Regions from separate parts of the Pan troglodytes genome. Here region 2 is linked to region 1. A link is a contact called in public Hi-C data. All regions are on one chromosome and are shown on one strand. Each heading gives the region's core, a stretch centred on a gene start, on an enhancer-like site or on the middle of the called end of the contact. The rest is flanking DNA. Distances are from core to core; before and after follow the strand shown. Region 1 overlaps EFCAB11 (EF-hand calcium binding domain 11). Region 2 overlaps FOXN3 (forkhead box N3).

Evidence for each region. Hi-C and Micro-C count contacts between places; a contact is called where the count stands out from the background.
Region 2: a contact with region 1 is called in a Hi-C map of stem cell-derived neural progenitor cells, with 5 times the contacts expected there. The contact joins two enhancer-like sites. A contact is called at or near these places in 1 of 7 Hi-C or Micro-C datasets (stem cell-derived neural progenitor cells), 1 of 1 datasets of contacts at active chromatin or transcription factors (stem cell-derived excitatory neurons) and 1 of 1 other capture datasets (stem cell-derived neural stem cells).

Annotation. Positions count from the first base shown.
Region 1 is chr15:87,918,430-87,924,323 of NHGRI_mPanTro3-v2.0_pri, forward strand. The region is part of intron 5 of EFCAB11 (EF-hand calcium binding domain 11); the gene reads right to left. Among named protein-coding and RNA genes, the nearest start is that of EFCAB11, 38 kb to the right of the region's middle. Within about 2 kb of position 1,417, at least 13 of the 24 cell types and tissues checked have an H3K27ac peak or open chromatin away from gene starts, as enhancers often do. A contact at or near this core is called in stem cell-derived neural progenitor cells and stem cell-derived neural stem cells, where this site is marked.
Region 2 is chr15:87,434,111-87,440,410 of NHGRI_mPanTro3-v2.0_pri, forward strand. The region is part of intron 2 of FOXN3 (forkhead box N3); the gene reads right to left. Among named protein-coding and RNA genes, the nearest start is that of FOXN3, 190 kb to the right of the region's middle. Within about 2 kb of position 2,356, at least 14 of the 24 cell types and tissues checked have an H3K27ac peak or open chromatin away from gene starts, as enhancers often do. A contact at or near this core is called in stem cell-derived neural progenitor cells and stem cell-derived neural stem cells, where this site is marked.

The DNA.
Region 1 (5,894 bases), core at 167-2,666:
CTCCTAAAGGGCAGAGCAGTTTCTATCTTGTTCATTTTCATACAATCCCAGTATCTGCAATGCAGAAGATTCTAACAAATATGTGTTTCCAAAACAAAGAAAGATATAAGCCTGAGAATAAAAGAGCACAGGGAAAGATCTCTCTTACAGTGATTAGGGGACAAAGAGAAGGCAGGAGTGCATTTTGGCCACGTTAAGTGTGAGGTGAAGGCCACACATACAATCAGGGGTCTTGAGAGGATTTAAAATGTCTAGTGACCGGGTGCAGTGGCTCACGCCTGTAATCCCAGCACTTTGGGAGGCCGAGGCAGGCAGATCACTTAAGGCCAGGAGTTCGAGACCAGCCTGGCCAACATGGTGAAACCCTATCTCTACTAAAAATACAAAAATTTGCTGGGTGTGATGGCGGGCACCCGTAATCCTAGCTACTCGAGAGGTTGAGGCATGAGAATCACTCGAACCAGGAGGCGGAGACTGCAGTGAGCAGAGACTGTGTCACTGCACTCCAGCCTGGGCAACAGAGTGAGAATCTGTCTCAAATACATACATACATACATACATACATACATACATACATAAAAATGTCTAGAGAAGGTCTAAGTTTCGTCACTGAATGTTTACTTACCAAAAAATGGGTGTCTTAGGGTACTCATGTCACTTGGAGTGTTGCCAGCTTCACTCGGAAGACAGGAGAGTCGGACGGGTTTTTATATTGTGGGAAGAAGCAGGAAGAATGGCAGAGGAGGGAGAACAAAAAGATTCAGAAAAGTTAAGCTACTTCTATCTCTTTAGAATTAACATGAGCCTAATGATTGGAGGACAGGGTAAAAAAACAAAGAGCTAAATAAAGAGAACTAGAGACAATGTAGTATAATATTCGGATGTACAAAGTACAAACTATAAAGTCTATTTTGTTTTAATAATTAACAAAGGTGCACCTAGTACACACACTATGGATCAGGCTTGGGGAAAACAGACAAATGAATCCAAGACTACTCATTTTGTGAGAGCTTAAAGCAAACAACTTTTAGCAGTATTTTAAAGCAAGCTAGTAAAATAAATAGAAGTGAAGTCCAAGGGATTTAAACATGAAAATTTGGGGAAAAAAGAACTTCGCAAAGCAAAACAGACAAAATACAAGGCTAACCAAACAAAGGCTAAATCAAATAAATAGGCATTGCCGTGTGCCCTGGAGAACTGCCAAGGAGAGTGAATTTCAACAAAGAATGCTTCTGCCACCAGTTAGGAAAACTTCAATTCCAGAAAGGCTGAAGGAATGCTGCAGGCACTGCCGAGTGACAAGGGGGGTTTGGGGGTGGAGAGGCAGTAGGTCAGACGTTATTTCAGACTATGCAGACAAACACGAGAACCTTCCTCAAGACAAGTAAAGGCAGCCCACTCCCTCCCAACGTGCTCCGCACACAGCTCCTTGTAAGAAACAAATCCAGGTCAAAGATGAGAAATTTGCATCTTCAAGGACTGCCTGTAGCAGCCTTCTCTTCTCAATTTGCAGATAAAAAGACCCCTGTAAATACTTCTCAGCCACCATCCTAGTATCCACAGTCTTGAGATGAAACAAGTCCACGTAGCCCAAGCACAACAAAGCACCAGCAATCATTGTGTGAGCCTGGATGCTGGGAACAGAGTCCTGCGGCTTTGGGGCTAGAATTGCTGTAGATCAACCAAGTATTATTCTCTAGGTCAGAGCACAGTTCTCCATTCAGTTGTGGCCTGTAGTAGTCATGGCAATAGAAACCACCACTGCCACGGCAGCAGTCCCCACTGACAGAGCACGTGTCCTGTGCCAGGCACAGGGCTGAGCAATTTGCATGAATTATCCCTGTTAAGCCTCCTAACAACCTGTCATTATCTTAATTTTATAGCTGTTCCCTCTACAGATGGGGAAACTAAGGCAAGCTGAGATACTTTTCAAAGGTCTCACAGCTAATAAGCAATGCAGCAGGGATTTAGATCCAGAGAATTGTTCTAGAACACGCTTTCTTAGCCAACAGAATGGCCAGAAGTCCACAAAAGAAGGCAGTGGCTAATCAACAAGCATTTATTCATTGTTGGTATGCTATACACTATGAACTATGTGGGTTAAAACTGAGGTAAAATGGTTTCATTGAAAAAAGAAAAAACTAGAATTCCTTTTACTCCCACTTAAAAAAAAATATCCTGAACTTTATTGGCCTTTAAAGAGAAAAAGGATCTCTATTCTAACGTCTAGCATGTCTATCCAGCAAATATCTAGGTTGTTCAAACCGTTAAGGAGACTAACAAATCAAAACAGGAGTTGATGATACATAGCTCAGGGGCTTTTTTTTTCTTTTTTAGTTGGCATTACCCAGGCTGATTTAGATCTAAACACTGGGGGGCCCTCAGGATCTGAAGTTCCTTAAGGTTTCCTGGGCTTCCTGGGCTTAGTTAGCATTGTTTTTCCTTCAAATTTCTATACTGCTCTATTGAAATATCTGTACATTAATATATGCTTTTTTTACATGACCTATTTTTCCAGTGGGACTGAGGATGAAAATTACAAATGCATATTTAAAGCCATAGGAATATTTAAATTCTCCCTGTTTTTGTCATACGTTTTAGTACTTTCTATGCGCGACGAAAGATAAAAACTTGTGTGCATGATTAATTGTAATGATGAAAGAATGCTAGGCAGTTGCTTAAGAAACGGGAACAACAAAGGAATAAACTACTGCAGGCATCACCAGGACTGGAATGACACTGCTCTGTGTACTCGATTTCCATGGCAACTAGCAATGGGAAGATGAATGTTTCATAGTCACTCTGCTCTGCAGTACACGTCTATAAATCAAACTTGCATAAAGAGCACAAGATTTCTGCTGTGGGCTGTACTCAGAGCTGGTTTATTTTCCTGTTACTGTATAATTATGGAAAAGAAGCACAAAACAATGAGGTCATTTTTAGTGGGGAACAAACTCAGAAATTACTAATACACCTGCGGCATATGATGCCATTCATCTAGCAAGAAACGAGAAGCAGGCAAGGCAGGCGTGAATGAAAACGCTGCCTGCTTCTGTGGGGAACTCATTGGCTCTGGCTGAGAACTGCACATGACAGGCCTGGTGTGCCCTGCCTCCCCTCAGCTCAGCTCTGAGAGGGAAGTAGGAGCACCTTAATTAACTGCCGAAGGTACGGCCAAAGTTTTCATTTTGGTAACGGGGCGGACATGATACTCCATATTTAGCATGAAAGTTTATTGAGATGGGACAAGTATATATTTATCTACTGAAAATGGCTCATTGTATAGGAGTTAGGATGGAAAAATAATGTCTTGGCATGGAGACCTGAGTTTTGATCCAGGTCTATGTAACCTTGGGTGAGTCACATACGTTTGTTTGACTTCCATTTTCTTAGCTAGAAAATAAGGGAGATGGCATATGTGATTCCTGAAGTCCCAGCCACTATCCAGTTCTATGATTCCGTAATCTCTAAATCTTAAGGGTCTGAATCTTTCAATCGAATCTAATCAAAGATGTTAGTTGTGCTATTCCTAAAAAAAATATACCTTATACAGTTGTATTTTAAAATTCTATACTGGGCTAAAGCTCCTAATTAACAGTGTTTTATGACTTTACCAACCACACTGAAGGCTTCTTCTGATTTGTTCATTCTTCCAAACATGATGCTATCAAAAGCTTAATACAACTATCAGAGTTTTTCAAAGTTAAAATTTTCTTTACAGTCTTATAACTTTTTAAAGTAATATTTTTAAAAATATTTAAATTTCTCTTTCTTGCTCTTCCATAGATTAGGGCTGCTTATCAATTCCTGCCAAGCAGAAAACATCCTGCTTCTTGAGTCTGCAGCTCTCAGAAGCATCTTCAGGCTCTCTGGGAATTCATCTTTGTATGCCGGAGACCCAGCAATAATAATGTTGAGTAAAAGTTTGTGGAATAAATGGATGAATGAACTGTTGGGGACACTGTTGCTACACCTGTCAGCAACCCTGTGCTCCCTTCTCCAGTCTTAAACATTTAGGCAGATTCAGATCAACATGGAAACATCCCAGGGTAGATGGGCAAATATCTGAACACCACATATAGCTAACAATATGAGTATCTCTTTTGTGAGTTCTTTACAAAATCCTTGTGGAACTTTACAACCTGGAAACATCTTCTCATTAACGCAGCATGAGGCATCATCACACCCAAGGAGGGACTCCGGTCCTAAGGCCCTGGCTAAGAGCATGGGATGTGGTGGAGGCTCAAAAAGAACTGAGTCTGTGCTTAAACTAGAAAAGGACAGGGTGAGGAGCACTTAATCAGCACATCCGTTATCTCAGGTGATGTTTACGCCAACTCTGAGGGGAAGATGTTATTATCTCCATTTTACAAACTGGAAAAACTGAGCGTAAAGAATCTGCATAAGTAATTAAAAGACAGTTATGAAAGGCTGGGTACAGTGGCTCACGCCTGTAATCCCAGCACTTTGGGAGGATGAAGCAGGCGGATCACTTGAGGCCAGGAGTTGGAGACTAGCCTGGCCAACACGGTGAAACCCCGTCTCTACTAAAAATACAAAAATTACTCGGGCATGGTGGTGCACACCTGTAGTCCCAGCTACTTGGGAAGCTTAGGTATGAGAATCGCTTGAATCTGGGAGGTAGAGGTTGCAGTGAGCCGAGATCGCACCACTGCACTCCAGCCTGGGCACAGAGTGAGACCTTGGTCTCAAAAAAAAAAAAAAAAAGAGAGAGAGAGACAGTTATGAAATATGTAGGGAAATTCAAAACCTGATCTCTCTGACTCCAAAGCCTGGGTTCTTTTGACTGTATCTCAGGACACATTCAAGCAACAGGCTATTGCTCCATTTGGACTTTTTCAGGGCTAAACAGTAAAGGGTTAAACAAACCTAGCCACCCCCGCCCACACACACACAAAAAAGCAATGTTCCTGCTGTCACAGGAATATATTAATGGTTAAAAAAAAAAACAACATAGTAATAATAACACAAGTCAATATTTTTAAAGACCTAAATTCGACAATAAATATAGCCAGGAACATCACTCTCCTTCTCTGTACACATTATTATCGTTTGCTCCTCCACTCTCCAGGCAAGCACACTAAAGGCTATTTCCAGGATGGAGTCAGATGTTACACAACTTTGCAATTTCCAATATGTGAATATTAACATAGGCCAATGACATTATTACAGAAGCTTACTAGAAATATATTCTGCTGGTCACCAGAGGGATTCGCTTTGCTTCCTAACCTTAGAAAATGCGATAATTTGGGCATATGTTTTCAGTACAAATTTTTCAAAAACTACGAAAAATAACGCTTATTAAGAAAGGCTCCTGGTTAACCTTCTGTTCTTTCAATCAGTTTCTTAGCAGAGTTTCTGGCACCACCAACTGGTGAAAGAGGTGTACTGCAAAGGTGCTCGGCTCTCAATCTGTTTGGTTCATTAAGAGAGGATCATGCATTTATTTCATATTTAATTTACGGTGAATCAATTTATTTTAGTCACCAAATAAAATTAGAAATGCATTTCTTTGTCAGTCAAATAAATAATAATCCACTCTGGCTTTTTCACCTGAGAAGAAAGTATGTTTTGGTTAGTAAAGGTCATCAGAGAAAACTCAATCTACCCACCAAAGTTAATTTGATTTATTCTGCCATAAACTCACACTCAAAAAGCAAACACTGAGAACTACAATGAAAATTAGGAACTAAAAGAGAGAGCAAACTAAATGGTATCAAATACTATGCTAGCCTACAGTGTTTATATAAGACATTAATTTAACCGGAAATAAAAATGATTGAGGAGGTAATTTCACATTTGTTAAAAAACTGAACTTTTCCCACCAAGATTCCTGTCTCAAAGATGGATGCTGCCATTTGACATGTGAATAT
Region 2 (6,300 bases), core at 1,106-3,605, 480 kb before region 1:
TAACAAACACCGAAATAGCACTTAACTGGATGCCAGACAGTGTTCTAAAGCTCTGAAAATATTCACTCATTTCAGCCTCACATTAATCATGTGAAGTAGGTACTATTATTATCCCCATTTTATCAACAGAGATTCTGAGGCACAGAGAAGTTTGGCCACTTGCTCATAACACACAGCTGGTAAATGATGGGGCTGGGAATTGAACCCACACAGTGAGTTTGGGAAAGCTTCAGAACATCTGGCTTCTTAGAGAACCTCTCAGGGGCCTAGGACATGAAGGACAGGACCAGTGGGGCACAAGGGAGAAAAAATTGTGACCAAGAAATAGAAGAGGAGGGCCGGGCGCAGTGGCTCATGCCTGTAATCCCAGCACTTTGAGAAACCGAGGCGGGTGGATCACTTGAGGTCAGGAGTTCAAGACCAGCCTGGCCAACATGGTGAAACCCTGTTACTAAAAATACAAAAATTAGCCAGGCGCAGTGGTGGGTTCCTGTACTCTCAGTTACTTGGGAGGCTGAGGCAGGAGAAATGCTTGAACCAGGGAGGTGGAGGTTGCAGTGAGCTGATATCGTGCCACTGCACTCCAGCCTGGTCGACAGAGTGAGCCTCTGTCTCAAAAAAAAAAAAGAAAAAGAAAAAGAAGAAAAAAAACACAAGAGGAGGAAGGAAAAGGGGACTTTTTTTTTTTTTTTTTTTTGAGATGGAGTCTTGCTCTGTTGCCCAGACTAGAGTGCAGTGGTGCGATCTTGGCTCACTGCAACCTCCGCCTCCTGGGTTCAAGCGATTCTCCTGCCTCAGCATCCCAAGTATGTGGGATTACAGGCCTCCACCACTGCGCCCGGCTAATTTTTTTTTTTTTTTTTTTTTTTTGTATTCTTAGTAGAGATGGGGTTTCACCATCTTGGCCAGGCTGGTCTCCAGCTCCTAGACCTCGTGATCCACCTGCCTCGGCCTTCCAAAGTGCTGGGATTACAGGAGTGAGCCACCGTGCCCGGCCAGGACTTTTTAACTGAATGAAAAGGCACTACTTGCAAAAACTCAAAGTTCAACTTCTATGTCATAATCAACAAAGTATGGTGTATCTTTGTAATAAAAAAATAAATCAACTAGATACTGAACGTCACCAACAGAGTGTAAGTGCCTTGAGGGGCAAGGGACTCTGTTTTCTCTTCTGCTCATAGCACATGGCACAGTGGTAATAAAAAATATTGATCACTTAACAGGAAAAAAAAAAGTCTCCTTTTTATCCCTCTCTCAAGCTGGCACCTATTAACTCTACAGATCAGTCAGAGAAAAGTAGCCTCATCAACATTTTCCTCCTCCAAAGTTTTTAAGAGATTTTATTGTTTTCCTCTCTTTAGTGAGTACACCAAGTACCATAGTCTCGTGGGTTTCGGTGGCTAAGTCTGCCAAAGTCTTATCCACGCCAAGAAATAACTTCTCTCGTTTTACTTTTTCAGAGGGGTGTGAAAGAAAACAATTGATTCTTCTCTCTACGATAGTCTTTTTAAAACAAAGTAAGAGCTCCGAATTTGATGAACTCCCTGAGAAACAGAATATAGATTAAATGATTACTAACATATTTCCCTGCAGCACAAAGTTCTTTTTTGGAGATTAGCAATTTATTCCACTTATTACAACAGCCAAACCTGAAGTCTCTTTTCATTGGCTAGTCAAGTTCACCAACCCTTTCTGTTTTGAAATCCTCACTCCTTCCCAAAATAGTGTATCTTGTGCCTTTAATATTGAGGTTGAGGTGCAGGCAAAAGGTGTCCAGAAATTGTGAGACGTGACTGCATGTGAGTACTCAATCTTAAAAGGGTCGGGGCTGGAAAGGAAGCAGGCAGGTGAATTGCTAGCTCTTTCTGTGGGTATGTTCAACAGCACCTCACTTCTCTGCACTCAAAGACGTGATTCTGACTGGTTTCAAAGATTTGGCCCCCAAACAACCAGGCGTCCTTTTTAAGTTGGCATTGCTTCCAGAGAGGAATCCTGAACATGTTTCCTCTATGCCTCACACAGCGCCAGGCCAGCTGTCTAACAATATGGGTCCCGGAAGGGGGTGCTGCCCACGTTGGTGACGGCAGCCATGAGTGCCTGTTGCTCGCAGCAGACGTCAGAGAGACCTCAGCGCAGGGGTCCAAGCACCTGGCCAAGGCACCCTGCGCAGGCCTCCACGCCCCACGAGTGCCTGCAGAGGCTACCTGAGGACCAAGGTGGGCATGCCACGGTGTCCGGGACTTCTGGATGGAGGCCAGTCCCAGGGAGTGAATGGCAGAGCTCTCCGGAGGCTGCCCAGGCCAGGTTCAATGGGAGGGATGAACTTCATGACATCCGTTCCAAAGAAATCCCACCTGCTACTGGCATGCCTAGGCTTGTCTTCCCCACATACCAGCCTCCCAGGCATGTCTCCAAGGGCTCAGTGAGGAGGCAGCTGCAACAGTTCGCTTTCTCTTAATGATTTGGAGTTGGGAGGCACAGAGATGGGGAAGAGGTAATGACCATTCCCAGTGATCCTGGACCTCCGTGTTGGCTGCGACCTTGAAAAGTCATGCTGTCAACCCCTTTGTAGAAACAATGCAGTTTTCTTTGTCCGTGGAAATCTGGCCTCGCAGATTTATTTGCTGTAGCAAGTTTCTTTACCCTCATCACACTGATATTCAGAATTGAAACAGTTCAAACCTACCCTGAAACATCCTTCTCCCTCCAAATTCCAGTGACATCCTCGGTCTAAAACGCCTGGCACCGTGTGGGAGCCTGGCTCCGCTGCCTCTCAACGCACCGGCTTGCTTTTTGCTTTTGAGTAGCTTGAATATCAAACCAAGCACAAAGGGAATCATACCCAGGAATTGCTGGAAAAAGCTCATTTCATCCACCTCATTCCCCCATTCTCTCTGGCAGACACAACTGATTTTTTTTTTTTTAAGCCTGAAAAACTTCTCATTTAAACTTGGGGTGCAAAAGGCATGTGAAGTGGGAGAGTTGCTGCCTGGACCAGCGAAGGGTTAGCCAGGGAAGGATTCAATGAAATACAAAAGCCAACACAGACCTGAAGGGGAACAGGCGGCCCCAGCAACAACTGCCAAACTGTCATTTTGCTCCGCGGCTGAACAGAAGGCTCGAGTAATGACAACCACAAAACTCATTTAAAGTCTGAAAAGGTGACTAATGAGCTCATTCATGCTGGCTATAAATTATTCACTACAACACTGATCCCACTCAAGACAAACAGTAAAGTAAACTTTAAACACAGACATCGCTGGCCTTCCAAAGTGGAACAAGTTATGCCTGTAAAAGTTTTCACAATGAGAGAGATACTTGTCTCCCCCTTGTCTATTGTCACATTCGTTCTTCTGTTTACTTTTTTTTACTGCCTTTAATCAAGTTTAAGCAGACACAGCTGTTACACATTTATTTCTCTGAGTTTTTTTCCATTAGTTATTACAAGCAATCATGATGCTCTAAAAATAGCAGCAAATTATATTCTGTAGAAATTGAAGGCTGACCTTAAAATGAAGCCCAGGTCTTCAGAAAGAATATTCATATGCACATGTTGGATAAATGACAACAATGCACAAAGGCAAAATAAAAGTACAAAGCTTTTTCCACTCTTTGAGAGGTTTTTGATTTCCTTCCAAATTTCCTTTGGTTCTGGTGGAAACAGGTTGCTTCAAAACCTTACCATACAGAACCTGCTTCCAGTGGTCATGATTCCAGTTTGAAGGATTTTCCTTCAAACTTCCAATCTTAAGCCAATCAAAGAAGAAATGTTTCATTTAGGCTTTTTCAGCACAGATAAACACAGCAGCAGGTTGCTGAAAACCCACCACATTGCTGCAGACTACTTTCGGTTTCCTGTTTAATATTAAATAAAGAATTTTAGCTCTTCTGTTTTTATAAACTGTGCTATTTGCTACTACTGTAGCTACTAAAAGCATTATGACTGGGTGGATAAGTAGTCCTATGATTTTCAAGCCTTCTTTTTTCTTTAATCTTAGTATCTATTTTGAAGACAACGTGAGAGTTAAGAGTTTCAAATCTGTTTAATTGATTTTTTTATTTTTAAAAGGCCCAAATAAGTACTTCCATTAGCTCTTAGATCTCTGAACATTATGTATTTTTAAACCACTTTGAATACTTTGAAAAGGGCCACAGAAAACACTCATATTCAAATACCACCAGATGGAGGTTCTGCCTAACCAAAAGTAAAAGCAGAAAAGTTTAAAGCTGAATTGTGCCCTGCACACACCTTGAGATTGTAGGGGTGAAATGAATGGTCTTGGGCCGGGGATCTTGCGAAAGGCATGATAAATGATGCGTTGCAGGCAAATTAAGACCCAGCCTCTAACTTGAACCTCAGACTGTGCCAAACTCCATCTCCATTTAAGGAAAATGGTTTTCTCAGTTTCTTGCACATGACCTAAAGGCTTGTCCAGTCATTTCCGTTGTCTGAAATGCAAAGCAATCTTTCTTTTTTAAGTAGAGAAAGAAGAGTCCTGAAATATTTATAGGAAAGTGCTTCACTACCTACTGACAGCAATGTGGTTGGTCTCCACGTGTTTAGCACGGTTTTTTTTGTTTGTTTGTTTGTTTCTTTGAGACAGAGTCTCACTCTCTCTCCCAGACTGGATGGAGTGCAGTGTTGTGATTTCAGCTCACTGCAACTTCTTCAGCTTCACTTGAACCAGGTTCAAGTGATTCTCCTGCCTTAGCCTCCCAAGTAGCTGGGATGACAGGCGCCCACCACCACACCCGGCTAATTTTTGTATTTTTGGTAGAGACAGGGTTTCACCATGTTGGCCAGGCCGGTCTTGAACTCCTGACCTCAGGTGATCCACTCGCCTCGGCCTCCCAAAGTGCTGGGATTACAGGCATGGGCCACTGCGCCTGGCCAGCATGTTTTTTATCCATGTTTCTGTAGCTAGTCAAAAGCCATTCTTTTGACTCTCTGTGCAAGAGTTCTTGCAGCTGTTTGTTTTTGTTTTTTTATTTTGTTTCGATACGTTTTATTTTTTTAGAGCAGTTTAAGGTTCACAGCAAACTTGAGTGGGAGGTACAGAGATTTCTCATTATCCACTGCCCCAACACAAGCATAGTGCTGTCGTTGTTGTTTTGAGAAAGAATTTCACTCTTGTTGCCCAGGCTGGAGTGCAATGGCACAATCTTGGCTCACTGCAACCTCCACCTCCTGGGTTCAAGCAATTCTCCTGCCTCAGCCTCCCGAATAGCTTGGATTACAGGCGCCCGCCACCGCGTCCAGCTAATTTTTGTATTTTTAGTACAGACGGGGTTTCACCATGTTGGTCAGGCTGGTCTCAAACTCCTGACCTCAGGTGATCCGCCTGCCTCGGCCTCCCAAAGTGCTGGGATTACAGGCATGAGCCACCACGCCCGGCTGTGTTGTTGTTTTTTTATAATCAAACAATATGTGATGTAAAAACCCAATTCCAACCAAAGAAATAGGAAAATCATAAAGAACATCGCATTGCAGTCTCTGCTGCTCCACAACTCGCCACTAACTGGATCCCTGTCACCTCTCTGTGGAAGGGGATAAAGGAAATATTGGTTTGAAACTAAGCCAAATGTCCCATCTTTCCCTAGCAATGTGTCTTGCAGGCAGACTCCACCTCTCCACTTATGGGTGGGAGACCTGGAATGTCCAGTGACGGCCCTAACACCACCCTGCTCCTAATTTTCCTAGGAAGGACCAAAGGTGATGTCAATTTTGCCTTGAGGACATTCAAGGCGCTTGAACAACACGAGTCAAAACAATGAACACCAAGTACCCAATGACTGCGATCCAAAGGATTATAAAACATGCATAACAACAAAAGCTTCCTGCAGGCCAGGCACCGTGCCAAGAGCTTTACCTGCATTATTTATTCCATCTTTCCACCACCCTTACAGGATAGGTGCTGTCATCCTCATTTACAGATGAGGACACCAAGGCTTCAAGAAGCTCACTCATTTGCCAGAAGTGAAATGCAAACTTAAAGACCCCCGTGTCCCTCTGGCCTGCACAGCCCCACCGCCTTGACCACTGCTCTCACCTGTCTATTGCTATTCTCCAAGATCTCATTTCCAAGATCACAGAATGTAACTTTCTGCTGGTCATCTCTACCTCTTAGGCTCCTTCTTCACAGTTTTGGGGTTTTTGGGAGGGAGTTTTTGTTTTGTTTTGTGGCATTGGTTTGGTTTGAGTTTTGCATAGCATTTTTCATTTTCTTTTTCTTTATTTAGAGATGGGGCAGAGGGGTCTCACTATATTGCCCAGGTCGGTCTCAAACTCCTGGGATTACA